Regions from separate parts of the Ovis aries genome. Here region 1 is linked to region 2. Evidence: chromatin contacts called from public Hi-C data. All regions are on one chromosome and are shown on one strand. The core of a region is the stretch at or near the end of the contact, and the rest is flanking DNA. Distances in the headings are between cores, read along the strand shown. Region 1 holds the start of B4GALT1 (beta-1,4-galactosyltransferase 1). Region 2 has its middle 36 kb from the start of SPINK4.

Region 1 (2,700 bases), core at 47-2,546, 51 kb before region 2:
GCCAGTTCAGATCATCTGGGCAAGACAGCTGAGACTCCAGGTTGCTACCAAGGAAGGGTCAACATGGTACTAACTGGTTACTTACATTTTAGCCCTCCAGCTCCCAGGATACACACACTACACTGGTACAAACACACTCCGCCCCTGGGAGGGCCCTGCTCATAGACATTTTGGGAACCTACAAGGGCAGGAAGCTGGGTAGGAGGGCCCCAGGGCAGGCATCTATAGAGAGGAAGAAAGGAACACAATAGTGACAATTTACCAAGGGCTTACCCACGTTAAACTCTTGTTTACACTGCTTCCTCTAATCTTCCAGAAGAGTCCCCTGAAACAGGTAACTCTTATTTCCATTTAACAGATGAAAAACCAGAGGTTTAGGGACAAGTCACGTTCCCAAACGCTTAGGAATAAAGTTAATCCACACTCAGGAGACGGTGGGTCTACCGAAGACAGAGATGTGACCTGGGAGGTCTGCTCCCTTCCCTGCTGGAGGCCTCATCATCACTCTTCTAAGCTAGAGAGGGTTACTCTGAGCTGCCTGGTAGTCCCTAAGCAGAGTTAGCAGGGCGAAGACGGCTCCGAGTTAGTAGGACTCAAACTCCCGAAACTTTTTGAGGTTTGGGCCAGAGCTGGGAAGTCTCCAAGGTCTTCTCCGGTTCTGGGGTCGGAGGGGCCTAACGGCTTTCCAAAACCGTGCCCTACTCAGCCTCCATGAATCCGAAGGAACTCACCTCCCAACCTCTCACTCCAGTCCAGCCCGGAACCTCTGTCTGCGGATTAGGAGCTCTGATCCGGAACAGGGGGGCTGTCTGTCGTGGAAGAGGGCATGGGCGAACCTCCATGGGGAACTTACCGAGCAGCGGGGACTCCTCAGGGCATTCGGTCAGCGACAGTGTTGTGGTGGAGGGCACTGGGGCCGAAGTCAAGTTGCTCCCCGGGTCCGGGCCAGGGCCGGGGCGAGAGTCCGCGTCTGGGTTGGAGGCGGCCCGGGAGCGCAGCTCTGAAGAGTTCTGCAAAGGCGGCGGCGGTGCGGCCCCTCGCAGCCGGAGCTCCCCGGAGGGCTGCCCGATAGCGGCGGCGCCGTGAGAGCTGCCCTGAAGCGTTGTGTGGACTCCGACCAGCTGAGGCAGGCGTCTTAGGTCTCGGCCGGCCAGGTAATAGACGAGGGTGACTCCAAGATGCAGCGCGCAGACAGCCACGAGGAGGCGGCAGGCCCGCTGCAGGGACGCGCCCGGCATCGCGGCGCTGCCGCCCAGGAGCGGCTCCCGAAACTTCATCTTCCCGCCGCCGCTTTAAGAGGGGGGTGGGCTACCGTGGGAAGGGCGGCCCGCCCGCGGGCCGCCAGCCAGGCACTGCCAGACCACAGCACTTGGGGGAGGGACCGAGAGGCGGGGGAAGGCGAAGGAGCGGCACCGGCGGGCAGGCGGCGGATCTCGGCGACTCAGGCGGGCTCAGCAGCCCAGCTAGCAGAAGTGCGCCCAAGGCGCGGGCGCGGGCTGGGGCGGGGCCGTCAGCGGGGCGGGGGAAGGGCCCCAGTAGAAGCAGAGTTTTCAGGACTGTAGCTGGAAGGCGGGGCCGCCTGGGGGCGGGGCCGAATTGTGGGGCGGGGCCTGTGGAGGGGCGTGCTCGAGCTGAGGGGCGGGGCCTGCGGAGGGTCGGCTACCGGGGCGGAGCCGTTCGGGGAGGCGGTTGGCAGCACGCAGGCTCCGCGTTGAGCTCTCGGGTTCCCACGCTGCCCTCTCAAGCCCGCACCGTGAGGGTTCGGTCCCTACTAAGCCTCGCTTCCTCCTCTTTCTCCGAGCTGCCCCCGAGACGCGCCGCCACTTCCTGCAGGGCTAAAGAGCAGGGGTACGCGTCTGGGCCTGCGGCGCGGCGTCAGAGAAGAGGGAGGAGAAGAGGGCAGGCTGGTTGTTGTCTGGAGGGGTTGTGGCCGCGGCAGCTTTCCAGAACGGTGGACCTCGGTAGATCTGGGTGGGGGTCAGGAAGAGGGGCGGAGAAAGGTTGCCCTGGAAACGGATTCGATGCCCAGCGGGAGGTAGGACAGCGGAAGGATTCTTTGAGAGGTTCGAACCCCGTCCCTGGGCGGAGCTAGGTCCCTCTACCAAGCTGGGAAGGTGGGGGGCCCAGCAAGGAGGCGTGGCTCACCTGGCATCCTGTGGAAAAGAAAGTGGACGAATCTCCGCTTCTCTGGACTCACTGTCCGACAGCCCAGGCTAGGGGATATCGGAGACCCACCCAGCTCGGATTGGGAGTGTGTGGGTGCCTGTTCTAGCGCATCCCCCACCATGCATTGCGTGGGAGGATGTCCAGGAGCCCAAGTAACTCCTACGCTGCCATGCAAAGGAAGAGCAGCTGGCTTTATTTACAGTATGAACGGACCTGGACTCAATGCCATGAAGTAAGAGATTGTTCCCATTTTACAGATAGAGTTCAAGGCTCAAGAAATTTAAGACTCGCTCAGCTGGTATGAGGCAGAGGCAGAATTCTGGCTCTAAAACCATTATTTCCCACTTGTTGATTTGCAGATAAGGGCTGGAAGCTATCTAGATGAGAGGTTTAGGCACTGAAGTCGCTTGCTTCAGATTTGGCTCGGGCCCACCTGATTGCCTCAGTGGGCAGGCACCTCATTCCTGAGTAAGACTCACGGAGGTGCTATCACTTTGGTGGATGGGGCAGCTGAGGGGCTGTCACAGCCTACTC
Region 2 (2,700 bases), core at 136-2,635:
AACTAGGTGTGGTACATGGGGCGGAAACTGGCAAAGTCTGTTAAAATTCTTCTTCTCTGTGTCCCATTGTTTCTACATGGCCCAGCAAACATTTGTTTACTAAACATTTGCTCTTTTTTCATCTCCTATAAATTGCCTTCCTTCCCTTTGAAGTCCTGGGCAGCGCCCCCTTCTCTTTAGCCCAGAATGACTTATATATGCTATTTTTATGTGTCTTTGGAATCTCTCATGTTAATGTGGATTTCTTGAACCTAAGTGATTACATTTGATTTTTTCCTGTTAGTCTGTCTCATGTCAATTTAACTTTTAGACCAGTCAGAAGAGCTGAGAAGGGTAGAGGAACAATTTTTTTTTCTTTCTTGGCAGTTCTCATAAGGGCTTCCCTTGTGGCTCAGCTGGTAAAGAATCCGCCTGCAATGCAGGAGACCTGGGTTCAATCCCTGGGTTGGGAAGACGCCCTGGAGAAGGGAAAAGCCACCCACTCCGGTATTCTGGCCTAGAGAATTCCATGGACTGTATGTATAGTCCATGGGGTCATAAAGAGTTGGACACAACTGCGCGACTTTCACTGGTGGCTCAGATGGTAAAGAATCTGCCTACAATGCAGGAGACCTGGGTTCGATCCCTGGGTCAGGAAGATCCCCTGGAGAAGGTAATGGCCACCCACTCCAGTATTCTTGCCTGGAGAAATCCATGGCACACATAGGGGCTGATGGGCTATAGTCCATGGGGTTGCAAAGGGTTGGACACAAATAAGCAACACTTTCACTTTCACTTACACTAACTGTGGCATTTTATGGTTTAATATTAGGAAACTGCCATGTAAGTTGGTTACATTATCTATGAATGCTGAGTGACACTTAAAAGTATTATAAGAAACCGGCACTGGTTGGCATAAAGTTGAGAACTACAAGGAGTAGGTGACTCACTGCCAGCAGTCTAAGTGCTCGGTAAACAGTCAGTACCGATTGTTAAGAAGCTGTTATCACCCTTCATCACCTCCAAGCATCCTGTGTTGAGGGCTTAGGAGAACAGACCCGCTGGGAGTCACCAGCTCGGTAGGTCAGGGAGAAGAGGGCGCAGTCTGGGAGCCAATTCCCCAGGCTGTGGTGCTGAGTGACTTCAGCCTGGGTCTTGAGCAACCGACACTGACATCATAGACCTCTCCCTCAGAAACAGGGTGTCTCCAGAGGTAGGCACTTTCTCTTCAGCCCTGAAAGCCCCACTGCGTCCTTCAGCAGGTGCGCCTGCGCGGCACCCTGCCCACAGACCCTCACCCTGGCCTTTCCCCCAAAGCCGGGAGGCCGGGCCAGGCCAGCCTCCAAAACCGCAAGCCAGACACGCCCGGCCTGGCTGACGTCAGCGAGTTGGCCGGATGGGGGCGGAGAGCGGGGGTGGGGTTGGCCTGGAAACCCGACCGTCCCACCCCCAGGGGAAGGGAGGAGGTGAGAGAATTGGGAGAAGAGCTAGGAGAAAGGCAGGCGGGGACGGGAAATGGGTCCACCAAAGTCTGACTCAGGCCAGTCTGGACAGCCGTGGGGAGGGGAAATGGGTACCGTGTTACCTCGCCGCTTGAAACGTGATATTCAAGGCCCCTGCCTGCCTCTGCATGCTCATCTCTCTGCCTTGCCTGGGACCATCCCACAGAACGACTGGTAGATCCCTTCAAAGGCCAGGCTAATCCATGCCTGTGTGCCTTTGGGTACACAGTACTTTGCCTGAATTGCTTTTCGCTTATCTAGCCTGGGGCTTCCTATAAAATGTCACTGTCTCCATGAAGAATTTCCCAGTCCAGACATAATTCCTCTTGTCTCTGTGTATAGATGTCTAAGATAGATGAGAATGTCCATTTATCACTTTGGTACAGTGTTTGAAAACTTCAGCAGGCATCAGAATCACCCAGAAGGCCTGTTAAAGCACAGACTGCTGATTCCAGAGTTTCTGCCTCTATACTGGTCTGGAGTGGTGTTGGAGGAGGAATGGAGAGGGCATGACCCCTGATTGACCTTCCAGCTGGACCCAAAGTAGTCGCAGGCTTCTCCCCCACCCTCTATCTTTGGAATGTTCGCTGGGCCTACTTTCCCACAGTGGGAGCTGTTTCAAGGTCACAGCCTTGAGAGAGAAAGGTGGTGTTGAGACTTTTGTGCTGAATATAGGACTGAATCCAGTTACGGTCTCTTTAACTTGAAGGCTTTGGAGCTTTGGTGCAGGGATCTACTCTTCTTGCAGCTGCCCCACTACTAAGACAGGAGGTAGATCCACTCCCCCCACACCCTCCCCAGGGAAAGCAATTTGAGTTCATTCCCTGTGGACAGAAATTCCAAAATATCAGTAGCAGGACAATCCAGAGGGGAGGCTGGGCCCTGCCCAGGTAGAAGATAAGAGACCACATATTTCTCATTCTTGAAGTCAAGGAAACCTTCACCAGTAGAAACCTCCTTGGACATCAAAAGGGGAGTGACACCTAATCTACCCATAGGCCTCTTGGGTGGAATCCATCTTGGCTGAAAGAAGTACACACACACACACACACACACACACACACGAGAGAATCCTGCTGCTGCTAAAAGTCGCTTCAGTCGTGTCCGACTCCCACGGTAGGCCACCAGGATCCCCCGTCCCTGGGATTCTCTAGGCAAGAACACTGGAGTGGGTTGCATCCTGAGAAGTACCAAATATGGACTCAGAACCAGACAAATC

The links. A called contact is a pair of places that touch in the nucleus more often than the background predicts.
Region 1: a Hi-C map of liver shows a contact between it and region 2, with 1.8 times the contacts expected there. The contact joins the promoter of B4GALT1 here to the enhancer-like site in region 2. A contact is called at or near these places in 4 of 16 Hi-C or Micro-C datasets (blood, liver, omental adipose tissue and 1 more).

What each region holds. Positions count from the first base shown.
Region 1 is chr2:37,998,524-38,001,223 of ARS-UI_Ramb_v3.0, reverse strand. It overlaps B4GALT1 (beta-1,4-galactosyltransferase 1), which reads right to left and starts at 1,296. Exons shown (of 6, transcript NM_001246211.1): 1 at 854-1,296. The coding sequence starts at 1,277. LOC105607270 (a long non-coding RNA gene) reads left to right here and starts at 1,658. Exons shown (of 7, transcript XR_009599535.1): 1 at 1,658-1,848.
Region 2 is chr2:37,947,511-37,950,210 of ARS-UI_Ramb_v3.0, reverse strand. No RefSeq gene overlaps it. Among named protein-coding and RNA genes, the nearest start is that of SPINK4, 36 kb to the right of the region's middle. Within about 2 kb of position 1,385, at least 41 of the 54 cell types and tissues checked have an H3K27ac peak or open chromatin away from gene starts, as enhancers often do. A contact at or near this core is called in liver, where this site is marked.